Regions from separate parts of the Mus musculus genome. Here region 1 is linked to region 2. A link is a contact called in public Hi-C data. All regions are on one chromosome and are shown on one strand. The core of a region is the stretch at or near the end of the contact, and the rest is flanking DNA. Distances in the headings are between cores, read along the strand shown.

Evidence for each region. A called contact is a pair of places that touch in the nucleus more often than the background predicts.
Region 1: a Hi-C map of the HPC-7 cell line shows a contact between it and region 2, with 1.5 times the contacts expected there. The contact joins two enhancer-like sites. A contact is called at or near these places in 2 of 15 datasets of contacts at CTCF or cohesin (large pre-B cells and pro-B cells), 3 of 484 Hi-C or Micro-C datasets (the HPC-7 cell line, the N1E-115 cell line and uterus) and 1 of 115 datasets of contacts at active chromatin or transcription factors (large pre-B cells).

The regions. Positions count from the first base shown.
Region 1 is chr17:63,420,510-63,426,472 of GRCm38.p6, reverse strand. The region is part of intron 4 of Fbxl17 (F-box and leucine-rich repeat protein 17); the gene reads left to right. Among named protein-coding and RNA genes, the nearest start is that of Fbxl17, 77 kb to the left of the region's middle. Within about 2 kb of position 4,387, at least 17 of the 459 cell types and tissues checked have an H3K27ac peak or open chromatin away from gene starts, as enhancers often do. A contact at or near this core is called in the HPC-7 cell line, where this site is marked.
Region 2 is chr17:63,275,546-63,281,895 of GRCm38.p6, reverse strand. All of the region lies in intron 6 of Fbxl17 (F-box and leucine-rich repeat protein 17), which reads left to right. Gm41607 reads left to right here. Exons shown (of 1, transcript XM_017317745.2): 1 at 1-6,350. Among named protein-coding and RNA genes, the nearest start is that of Gm41607, 19 kb to the left of the region's middle. Within about 2 kb of position 2,600, at least 9 of the 459 cell types and tissues checked have an H3K27ac peak or open chromatin away from gene starts, as enhancers often do. A contact at or near this core is called in the HPC-7 cell line, where this site is marked.

The DNA of each region.
Region 1 (5,963 bases), core at 3,138-5,637, 140 kb before region 2:
TCAGTGTCTCTGGTTTTATGTGAAGTTCCTTGATCCACTTAGATTTGACCTTAGTACAAGGAGATAAGTATGGATCGATTCGCATTCTTCTACACGATAACAACCAGTTGTGCCAGCACCAATTGTTGAAAATGCTGTCTTTCTTCCACTGGATGGTTTTAGCTCCCTTGTCAAAGATCAAGTGACCATAGGTGTGTGGGTTCATTTCTGGGTCTTCAATTCTATTCCATTGGTCTACTTGTCTGTCTCTATACCAGTACCATGCAGTTTTTATCACAATTGCTCTGTAGTAAAGCTTTAGGTCTGGCATGGTGATTCCACCAGAGGTTCTTTTATCCTTGAGAAGACTTTTTGCTATCCTAGGTTTTTTGTTATTCCAGACAAATTTGCAAATTGCTCCTTCCAATTCGTTGAAGAATTGAGTTGGAATTTTGATGGGGATTGCATTGAATCTGTAGATTGCTTTTGGCAAGATAGCCATTTTTACAATGTTGATCCTGCCAGTCCATGAGCATGGGAGATCTTTCCATCTTCTGAGATCTTCCTTAATTTCTTTCTTCAGAGATTTGAAGTTTTTATCATACAGATCTTTCACTTCCTTAGTTAGAGTCACGCCAAGATATTTTATATTATTTGTGACTATTGAGAAGGGTGTTGTTTCCCTAATTTCTTTCTCAGCCTGTTTATTCTTTGTATAGAGAAAGGCCATTGACTTGTTTGAGTTTATTTTATATCCAGCTACTTCACCGAAGCTGTTTATCAGGTTTAGGAGTTCTCTGGTAGAATTTTTAGGGTCACTTATATATACTATCATATCATCTGCAAAAAGTGATATTTTGACTTCCTCTTTTCCAATTTGTATCCCCTTGATCTCCTTTTGTTGTCGAATTGCTCTGGCTAATACTTCAAGTACTATGTTGAAAAGGTAGGGAGAAAGTGGGCAGCCTTGTCTAGTCCCTGATTTTAGTGGGATTGCTTCCAGCTTCTCTCCATTTACTTTGATGTTGGCTACTGGTTTGCTGTAGATTGCTTTTATCATGTTTAGGTATGGGCCTTGAATTCCTGATCTTTCCAAAACTTTTATCATGAAAATATTATTTCACATGACCTCTCTTCAGACCCAGAAATTCTTCTGTCTGATTGATCATGCTGTTTCTTCATTCCATGTATTGCTTTGATTTCCTTCTGATAGGCTCTATTTTGTCATCTGTGTCTTTTCTCTGAATATTTGTGTATCATTAAATCATTAAATCATTTGAATGTCCTATTTTGTGTATCAGCAAATTTCTTGAATATTCTTTTGGAATTTTTTTAAGGCAGTTCATAAATTTCCTTTCTTTTGTGGTATATAGAGTTACTGCCTTTAACCTAGTGGTGTGCACTTGCAAGGTTCTTACCAGCTTCTTGTGTCTCTCTGTGCCTGTCTATGAATATGCTGTGTGTGGACTGCCACCATTCCTAGCAGGGGACTTTGATAATAAGACCTTCTGTTGGAGATATATCTGAAGTTATTGGCTGTATTATATTGCCTATAGATTTTGTATTATATATTATATTGACCCCTATTCTCTAAAAAGTTGTGTGTTTAAAGAAGAACATTAAACTAGATAAATAACCAAGAAAATGGAACTATTCCAAAATTTCTTTCAGGAATGCGATTTTGCTTTTCTTCCATGTTTGAAAATACCTTTTCATTTTTAGATCAATTTTTTAACTAATTAGTTAAAAACACATATTTTGGTAAAAGGTTTTCAATAAATTTCAAGTGAAGAGTCCAATTAAAATCAGTGTAAACTACAAAAGAATATTACTGAGCCAAAAAAATAATAGTAATGTGGATGTAACTTGAGAACATTATCTTATGTAAAGCAGGCCAGGCAAGGAGAGACAAGCACAAGCCTTCTCACTCGTTCAGCCTGGTAGACATCAGCAACAGCAGTGGTCCCTCGGGATGGGGAAGAGCAGCAGGCACAGAAGGAGAGAGACTCCATGGGACTGGCTAGGGCGTGATGAGGTGATAAGGGCGCGTGGATAACTGAGGATGGTGATGGGCATGCTCAAAACACAGTATTAATCCCAGGGATGGATGGGAAAGGCCCAGTAAATGCCACTGATCTCTGTGATTATCGTGCTAGTGAAGAAAGATGACAGAATCTGTAAACATCAGCTTAACTGTGGAGTACTGGTACATCAGTGTGTCTATGATGGTCAGTTATACTGTTGCCCACAAGGTACAATGTGAAGGTAACTTTATTTTCTAGGTCTTGATGCATGTGTTCTGCTAGGTGCAGGTCCATCTGCTTAGGAGAGACAGTGATAACAGAGCTCTAGTCTTCCTGGAGTTCACACAAGAGTCTGTGAATTCTGCTTTCACACACACACAGCCCAGGGGAGGGACAGCAAGGGTGCAGGCTGTGCAGCTCCAGAGGCGTTTACAGAGCAGGAGGAGGAGGCAGGTACACACCGCTGCCTGAAGGTGCGGGCTGTGGGAGGGGTTTGCGTATTGTGCTAAGAGTTTTCTTCTCTGAGCATGAGGAGGCATTCAGACATTCTGAGCATGCATGCCATGCCCCAATGCCAGTGAAGGGGTGGACTTGCTAGCAAGAGTGAGGGACAGCAGGGAGGGGGGAGGGAAGGGGAAGGAATATTCTCTTCTCCCATAGCCTTTATGCAGGCTGCCAGTAGAAGATGAGGCCAGATTACATGTGGGTTTTACCACCTCAAAGATCCAGATTAAAATGGGTCTTCACACTTGCAATGATTTAATTAAGAAAAAAATCTCCACAGGTTTACCCAGCCAGTTGGGTTTTAGTTAATTTCATATGTAGTCAAGTTAACTGCTAAGAATAGCTTATCATCCTGAGTAACATCTACAATTTTAATAATTTTTATATTTTAAAATTGTATTTAAATCTTTTCCTCCCTTCCCTTCAACCCCTTCCACCCTCTCACTACCCCCCTCTCCACCAACTCCCCACCTCTCACTACCCCCTCTCCACCAACTCCCCACCTCTCAATACCCCCTCTCCACCAACTCCCCACCTCTCACTACCCTCTCTCCACCAACTCCCCACCTCTCACTACCCCCTCTCCACCAACTCCCCACCTCTCACTACCCCCTCTCCACCAACTCCCCACCTCTCACTATCCTCTCTCCACCAACTCCCCACCTCTCACTACCCCCTCTCCACCAACTCCCCACCTCTCACTATCCTCTCTCCACCAACTCCCCACCTCTCACTACCCCCTCTCCACCAACTCCCCACCTGTCATGTTCATGGTTTCCTGGTTTTGCCAGTATGAATGGTATCAATAGTGAGTTGCATGTTATGCAACTTTCATTTTATTCTCATTATTAAGTTTTAAAATCAGGATTCACTTTAAATATGCAACCTCAGTTAATTTTACATTTTATTTAAAGTGGTAGCCGTTGGTGGTTTTGGAGGGCTGAGTATGTTAGCCTGAAGTGAGAGCAGTGCCTCTGTATGTTCTGTCTCCACTGCAGTGCTGCCCACTCTGAGTTCCCGACTGTCCACAGCCCCCCTCACACCAGCAGCTCCTGTCTGCAAATCCTATGAACCTGAGGCAGAGTGACTCAGCAGTTCCTCTCGGCTCCCACTACTGTTCCCTTTTCCTTTGTCATAGTTTTAAGGCATTAGTAGATGCTGGCTGATGATGTCACACATTGCTGCAGATGTCTCCCCACCCTCCCAAAACAAGGTCTCAGTATGGCTGAGCTGTAACTCTGTGGACGAGGCTGGCCTTGAACTCAAAGAGATCCTCCCGCCTCTGCCTTCCAAGTGCTGGGACTAAAGCCTGCACTACCACTGCCAGGCTGCCAAAGAATTTTATGGTGTACTCTGCTGTGTTTTTTGCCCCATGGTGACTTGTTTTTGTTTGTGGGCAGAAGAATTAATTTTTTCTTGATTTCTTTAGCTTTCGTTGTGCTGATTATGAATTCTTACAACTAACTCCAACAGAACTTATACTCTTTTTTTTTTTAGTGGCCAAACTATTAACAGATTATTGATTATTATTTTTTTTTAAAAAGATTTATTTATTTGGGTTGGAGAAATGGCTCAGCCGTTAAAGGTTAGGGTCACAACCAAAAATATAAGATTTATTTATTCATTTAATTTATGAGTGCACTGTGGCTGTCATCAGACACACCAGAAGAGGGCGTCAGATCTCATTACCAGTGGTTGTGAGCCAACATGTGGTTGCTGGGAATTAAACTCAGGACCACTGGAAGAGCAGTCAGTGCTCTTAACTGCTGAGCCATCTCTTCACCCCTATTATTATTTTTTTAAGTGACATTCTTCTGGGGACTTGGTCCCTCCTGTTTCAACTGAGACTTTTTCTTCCTCTTTTCAGTGCAGTTTCCTCTCTGTCTTCAGTGCTGATGCCTCTCAAGAGTGCTGCCCTTCCCCCACTGGAGTGTAAACTAACAAGGCTGTGGGAATTAAGTCTATAAGTCCAACCAAGTCTTGTTTTTGTTTCCCATGTATCTAGTAGTAAAAACAGATTATTTCTTTTTCATCCCGTGTTTGGGATGGTTTGGGAAGACTTTGGAGAGCTGCTTGCTAGCTGAAGGAGATCCCCGTAAATTAGTCCTGGCAAGAGTTTCAGGTGAGTCTCGCTTCCCCAGGGATGAGATGCTCAGATTTAGGAAAGTCCTGCTTAATGCTGTTCTTTCAGTGAAGAGGCACAGTCAATTGTGAAGGACTCGGTGTCTCGGTGACTTCATTCACTTGGTGGCATTTAGTCTAGTAATGTTGATTTAAATGAAAATATCTAAATTGTAGTGTTTTAAAGCAAGCATAATGACATTCTTACATAAATATGTCTAAGGTACAATCTAAATACGGATTAAATGAGAAAAAAGTCTTTTCTAATTGCCTGTGCCAGAAAAAAAAAAAATCCTAGGGTATGCACATTGGCTTGTGGAGCTTGTAAATGAAAGCTTTCTGTTTCTGACATTGTAGAAAAGTCTTTTTACATAAATAACATCCCATAAATCATTTCAAAATGTCTGAGGTTCTGAGTAATATTTTTTTTTTCTTGAGCAGTCTGCAAATGACATCTTAGTCATTAACTACTTCAGGATAAAAGCATTTTGCTAACATTAAGCTTCACTCAAAATTCTTAACTTGTTTAGATTGGCATGTGCTGTTTACAGTGTTGTATTCGGCTTGTTAGATGTCTTTTTTTTTTTCCTCCTTAGTGAGAAATTTTACTGCTACTTAGCTTGTCAAAGATGATTATAAGTAGGGGGAAAAATCCTGGTGGTAGATGGCTGTGTTTTATTCTAAGCATTATTGATCCGTAAAGACTTACAATATATTATTCTAAGGTTGTCATTGCTAGAAAGGACCTGGGAAGGATTAGGAAGCCACATTGACAGAAGTCATCATTTTAATGACAGGCAATTTAGTTTGAGGTAAGTGAAGCAAGGAGAAACGCAATCAGTCATCACAGCGAGGACTTTCCCAAATGTTTATCAGTCTGTAATGAACGGCATGCTGATCATCAAGGTCATTGCATAGCTTCTCCTGAAAGTTTTTAGATGGTAGAAAGCAAGTTTTAAAAATTACTATGTCATCTCAAATTTGGGACATTTAAAGGATTAAAAGTTAAGAGACCTAGGGAAAATTCATCTGATTGATATAACATTTCATTTCATGCACAGAATTAAGTAGTTCTCCCCACCTGAGATGGCTGCCTCACCATCTGGGACAGGAACACACGTGGAAGATAGTTTTGTACCTGATGTATCAGGTCTCATCGATTTCTTGTGCGTACGTTTGAGTGCAGGACTGAAGTGTTCTGCTTTCCTCTCTGCATAGTGCTCTCTCTCTCGTTCTGTATGTGTAGTGCACGAATCCTTTCCTACCAAGATCCTCCATCTTTCTTGCTTCAGGGATCCCGAGTAGAGAGGAATGCTGAGAGATTGCTGTTAGCCA
Region 2 (6,350 bases), core at 1,351-3,850:
CACATTTAAGAAATCTATATATGAGAAAACAACGTTTTAACTGTTAATATATTATTTTTCTGACACCGTGGTTTAGAAATGTTCCTATCCAGTTCTGTGGCTGTCTCTCTGAATAAGAACTTAAGGTTTCTTATGTCTTTATGGATTTTGAAGATAGAACAAATGATACTAAAGTCAGCATATGGGTTCATAGTTCCTTCATACTTGATAGCAAAATAAGAATAGTCAAATTCTTTAAAAGATCAATTCTAATTACAAGCAGTACGTACAATAATAGTTACTCCCTATTTTCAGTGTGTTCCTGTTGGAGAGTATTCATCCTGTGGGGATATAATCGAGAAGATATTTTGGGGGAATTCATTTGATGAGACCTGTAAATGACTCTTGGAAGTAGAAAGAAAGGTTGTACACTCGTGTAACGTTAGGCTCACTGTTGAGTTACTGGGGTCTACTGTTCACTCCTCTCAGGACATCCACCTTTCCTTGCCTCAGTAAGGAGTATCAGAAAAACAATAGACTCGTTCTTCCAGACATAGATTGATCTAAATGAATTGGAGGAAGCTTTGTAGAGTTAGTCTTATCTTTAACCACAACAAATCTACTGTAATTTTAAACCAGAAATTAACATTAGATTCAAGTCAATTTGAGTATGTAAAACATATGGAACTGAAAACCACAGCATCTGAAGCCACACTTTCCTCAGCCTAGCAGATGGCAACAAAGAAGCAAAGCCAATGTCACAATATGAACAGAAGAAGAGTTTAGTCCCGTTTTTTAAGGCAGAGGTGTGTGGTGTTTAAGTTAACAAAAGGAAATATGTTGTTGTAAATTATTTTTACTCTTGCTAAACTAAGTATTTTATTTTGCTAACCATACATTTAAACTACATTATACTGTACAGAAAACATATTAAAAATTCAGAAGAATTCATATATAGACCACAACACAGTTGAACAGAAATTCATTTAATCAAATTGCACGTGGAGAGAATTCATTGACTTCTGTTAGCAATGCATGGTTTCCTAGGACCCGCGCTGCTAATCCCTGTTAGATCCGAGGGAATGTGTACATGTTTGTGTATAAGGTATGGGCAGAGCCGCGATTCCTGATCCTGTCCTCAAGAAGGATATTTCACAAAGTATCAGAGAATAAGTGAGGTTTACATGAAACAAATAGCAGTGAGGCACATACCAACAAGAAATGTGCAGTCAGGTCTGCAGTGCGCATAACAAAAAACACACAGTCGGGTCTGCAGTGCACATAACAAGAAACTCACAGTCAGGTCTGCGGTGCACATAACAAGAAACTCACAGTCAGGTCTGCGGTGCACATAACAAGAAACTCACAGTCAGGTCTGCAGTGCACATAACAAGAAACTCACAGTCAGGTCTGCGGTGCACATAACAATGAGAAGCACAGTCAGGTCTGCAGTGCACATAACAAGAAGCTCACAGTCAGGTCTGCAGTGCACATAACAAGAAGCTCACAGTCAGGTCTGCAGTGCACATAACAAGAAACTCACAGTCAGGTCTGCGGTGCACATAACAATGAGAAGCACAGTCAGGTCTGCAGTGCACATAACAAGAAGCTCACAGTCAGGTCTGCAGTGCACATAACAAGAAGCTCACAGTCAGGTCTGCAGTGCACATAACAAGAAGCTCACAGTCAGGTCTGCAGTGGGCAGGGTGCTGGAGGAGAAGGGATCCAGGCAGACCCCACTCCAACTGAACCACATACAAAACAAGACCGGGAAACAGGGAAATGAGCTTTCTGTTGCTGTGATTTTTGTCCTTTAAGTTAAAATGTATGTAGCATTTACTCAAGAGTTTATTCAAGAAAGATGTCATTTAAGCAGTGGCAAACTCGCTGAAGTATGGGAAGGACCAATAACCGTTAATTACTATTGGTGGTGGTGGGAGGTTTATGCCGTGTCCTCTAGAGAGCAGTTGCGATGCACTGTGAGCCTCAGCTCTCACAAGTGCTTGTTGTGGTTGCTTTGCTTTTTCCTTATAGTTTTTTCCAGGTTATACATTGCAGAGTTAAAAAAAAATCCCGCTTTGCCTTAGATGAGTAGTTGTAGATGGTAAGACTTTTACATTAAAGCTTAATTGATTTTAATAGCTTTCTTCTTAAGTTTGTTTTAAATGTCTCTCTACACTAAGGAAACAAACAGAAAGCAAAACTTGGGAGATGGGAGTTAATTCACTGGTTATTTTAGCATATGGATAAAGAGTATAGTTTTGTATTATTGCTTAACAGCCTACAACATACAGTCAGGTATTTGAAAACTCCAGATGTACAAAACCCCTCATGGAATAAAATTGCAAGGCACGTGTCTCTGCTCTGGAGGCAGAGGATGCTAAAGTCTCTTGCAATAGGCAACTTTAGTCAGAGCCTCTGATAATTTATTCTCTGAGGGTTAAAAAGGTCACCTGTGTAAAGTTCTCCTGAGTTCAAGCTGTATACAATCACAAGGACAAGCTGCACGAGGCACAGACATGTTTTTCCATAGAGTCATAAAAACAGTGAATTGTGTGCGCTACATCTAGGAGGAACACGAAAACAGTCCAAGAACAATTTGTTGTTTTGAGGAAATTGTGGTCACCTCAGTCATTCTTAATTTTTTTGGACGGTTGGGGTGGGGTGGAGTCCTCCATTCTTGGACCATGTTCTGACCAACAGTCTCAGACTCCAGTTCCTAAGCAAAACTTGGTCCTGCTACCAGAAAGACCAGTGCACAGTGTACAGACTGCTTGTGAGGTGCTGCATATCCATAGGGCCTACAGCAGTGTGCTGCTTTAGAGCCTCGAGTGGGGCTGTGAACGCCAGAAGCTGCTCACAAAGATACCAGACAGGGCAGAGAAGAGACTAGATTACAAGTCCAGAGAGAAGAGGCCAAGAATTCTCAGTGGTAAAAATCACAGACAGAATGTCAAGGGCATAGGAATGTCTGGAAGAAGTCGACAAGATTTAGTTGATAGGTGTCTGCAGGTTTTTTTTGATATGAATGTCTCCGCCAACTAGAGCAAGAAATGTCCTGATGAGATGAAGATAGAAAGCATAAATGGCTGGTTCATCCAAGCCATTCACACCCTCACCTATATTCAAGAAAACATATATTTCTAGCATCTTACTGTTAAGTGAATTACCATCTGTAGTATTTTAAAATAGGTTTACTTAAAAGAATATTGCATCACAGCAAATTTTGGTTAAAAATCTTACCCTGAAAAATGTGTTACCTAGATTATACATGTTACATTATGTTATTATGTTACTATGCATATTATATTGTGATTATTATCTCCTTTAATATGAAAAGTGAAAGGATGAAGTGCTGTCCATTGCTATGTTTAAAGTTATGTTTGCTAAGATTAAAAGATTACTTGATTGTGAGGGCGCTATGGCCTCGGTGGCTACTCCACACTGCAGGCACTGTGAGGAGGAGGGGTCGAGATGGAAGAAGTAGTTAGTTCATGGGAAGCCGACCTGCAATCCTACATCTGTGTCTGGCCCCTCTCCATCACTCTCACTGCCCCCTGGCTATCATGCTTTGCCACCACCATAGCCGTTCAGCATATTTGTGCCTTGCCATGAGTGGACTCAAACCTGCAACAAAGACAGAATGGATGTTTTTCTCCTCGGTCTGATTATTTTAGGCATTTTTTTTCCATAGGTAACTAACACCATGGATCCAACCAGGCAGAAGTTTGGAGCAAGTTTTGCTTGTTAGAATATTCTTCCTGGTGAAATAGACTTACTCTTAGTTTCTTGTGGCTCCCTCACTGTTGCAGGCCAGCTCTCCAGTCAGGTCGTTCTGTGCAGCCATGGTTGACCCTGAAGAAGTCATCAGCTAAGGCTGTATGCTGCCTCCAAGTCAGTGAGCCTGGGTCCATGCGTGAAGGGAGATTGGCTGTCTATCTCCACCCCAGTGCATTGTAAGCCTACTCTTAATTGACTGAACTCTTTTCATATCTTAACTTTGAGTTGAATTATCTCTATGACAAGCAACAAGAACAACTCACACTCATTCAGTCAAGGACTTAACTGGTTCTTGTGAATAATCTCAGAAATTGAGTAGGTTTCAGATTTTCCTTCATTCTGTAATTCCAGCTCCACCCTCTGAGATTTTTCATTACTCAATTCTCTTTGATGAATGGGCCTTATTCTCTGATGTGACCAAGTGCAATGGTTCTCCACTGTATAGCATATGATCTGTAGCAAGATGGAGAATCTGTTGTTAGGCAATTTTTGTACAGACTCAGCCTTGATGTAGGTCAGAGTAACTAGAGAAGGCTAGGTGGCTAAACCTAGACTCCACCCTCTACTCTTGGGTCTAGGGTGAATTCATCTTCTGCTAGGTACCCATGGCCTGCAAGTAGATGCCAGGCAGGGCTTGTGAACGAGGGAGAGGAAGATACCTAGAAATCATGAGACAGAGTTGGGGATAAACATCTCTGGCTGTCGGGCTGCTGTATTGTAGTGACTGGCGCTTCTTGGTCTTTGGCTGTTGCATGGAGCTAAACTTAAACTTGTTAGCTGTAAAGCTGTCTCAGAGTTGGACATCCACCTGAGGGAGGCAGGGCACAGGACTGGTAATCAAAACTTGAAATTGATGTTTGACTTTCATCTTGTCTGTTTTGTTCTGGTTTACCTCCGGGTGAAGATAATAATCAGGAAAAATGAGGAATCAAGGAGTTTAGATAATTCAAGGTGTGGGCACAGTTAAGTCCCTAAAAGCTGACTTTTGGGTCAATTTGCAACTCTAAGGATAAAAGAAAAATGAACACAACTCCCTCACCTTGAGCTGCATTGAGATGTTTACCTGCTGTAGCGAGATGCTGTGTTCATTCTGGGCACCTGCTGTATGGAAGGGAACTAGACCCTAGGAAAGTTTCATTTGCTTATGAGAGTTTATTTTATTTCATTTTTGTAAACTGACAGCGCTTGATTGCCATGCCTATACTAAATGGTTAAGATTGCAGAGTGACACTTATTAATTATACCAGATTTCTAGTTTTAATTAGAGACTCTCTTCTGAGACCAAACCTTTTACCATTAGGCTGGTTGAAACCTGTGAGATAAAAAGGGAGAGTTCTTTCAGAAAATTATTTACATGATTTTAATTAATGATTATAATCTCCATGGTCATTTTTGCAAAAGAGCATTTAACCTGTAACCACTTTTCATAATTTGCATTTTGCAAAAATATGTTGGCCCTGCAGGCTTACTGTCTTTCAGAGGTGTGCGTGTGTGTGTGTGTGTGTGTGTGTGTGTGTGTGTGTAACATGACAATTATTTTAGGTAAGTTTTATTTCACTCCCCTCACAGCCCCATTTCCTACCTTAACACCTGTTTCTCATGCAGAGCAAACCAATTGGCAGATAAGTAAAATTTGCTTTCTTTTTTCTTTTTTGCCAAGACAGAACATAGCCTTTGGCAAGGTTACCTTTGAAAACAGTTTTTTCCTGCAGAGACCCTATACAAGCAGCATCGCTGTTGCCAGGATCCTCTTCCTAATGAAGGGTCGCAGAGACGCTGTGTTCTTTCTCATTGCTTGAGGCATGAAGCACGGATGTGTAGCGTTTCTTCTGAGAAAAGGCACTCCTGCTTTTCAAACAGAAGCCAGCAGTTTAACCTTCCAGGAGGAAGGTCAGTGTTAACTTTTATTGATAATACAGAAGAAAGCCACTTTATAAGAATATGAAAGATGAGTTTTTTGCTAAGTAGAAATGACTAAACACAGTGAATCTTAACACCTTTTTAATAAGAATACTCCAGAACTCTTTTATATTTCCAAAATTGCTTTTCACCTCCCCTCTTACTGATTAGATGTATGCATTGGTGGAGACTTGGTAAGGACTCCGTGTGTACAATGATGTATTCTCAGTCATATATGGCTTCATGGTTTTTAGAGTGTATACATACCTCACAAACTTTTAAAAGGTATCTATGGATTTTTTTTCATAAACCCTGAGATTGAAGTTTTGTTTTACAGGTTGGCAAATCGTAGAGAGCAGGAGGAAGGGAGGGTGATCTTCCTGTGTGTCTGGTGAGACAGTCACTGCCTTAACGTCTGCTCTCTGTGACGGGGGTGTGGGCAAGCCATTAAGAAGCTTGCTTTATTTCCTTCATGCTAAGGGATGCTTTCCACAGTAAAGATTTTTCAGATTTCATCCCTACTTAAACATTGATTACTTTTCACTTTTTTCCTTATGTCTTTACCCATTCTGATCAATTTCCTAAGCTTTGAGCAACGCTTCTGTATAAGCTTGCATTCCTATACAAGGGTGAAATAACTAATTGTTTACTCTGCTAGAGAGCCTTGCACCTCTGTGTTGCACTGTCTGAAT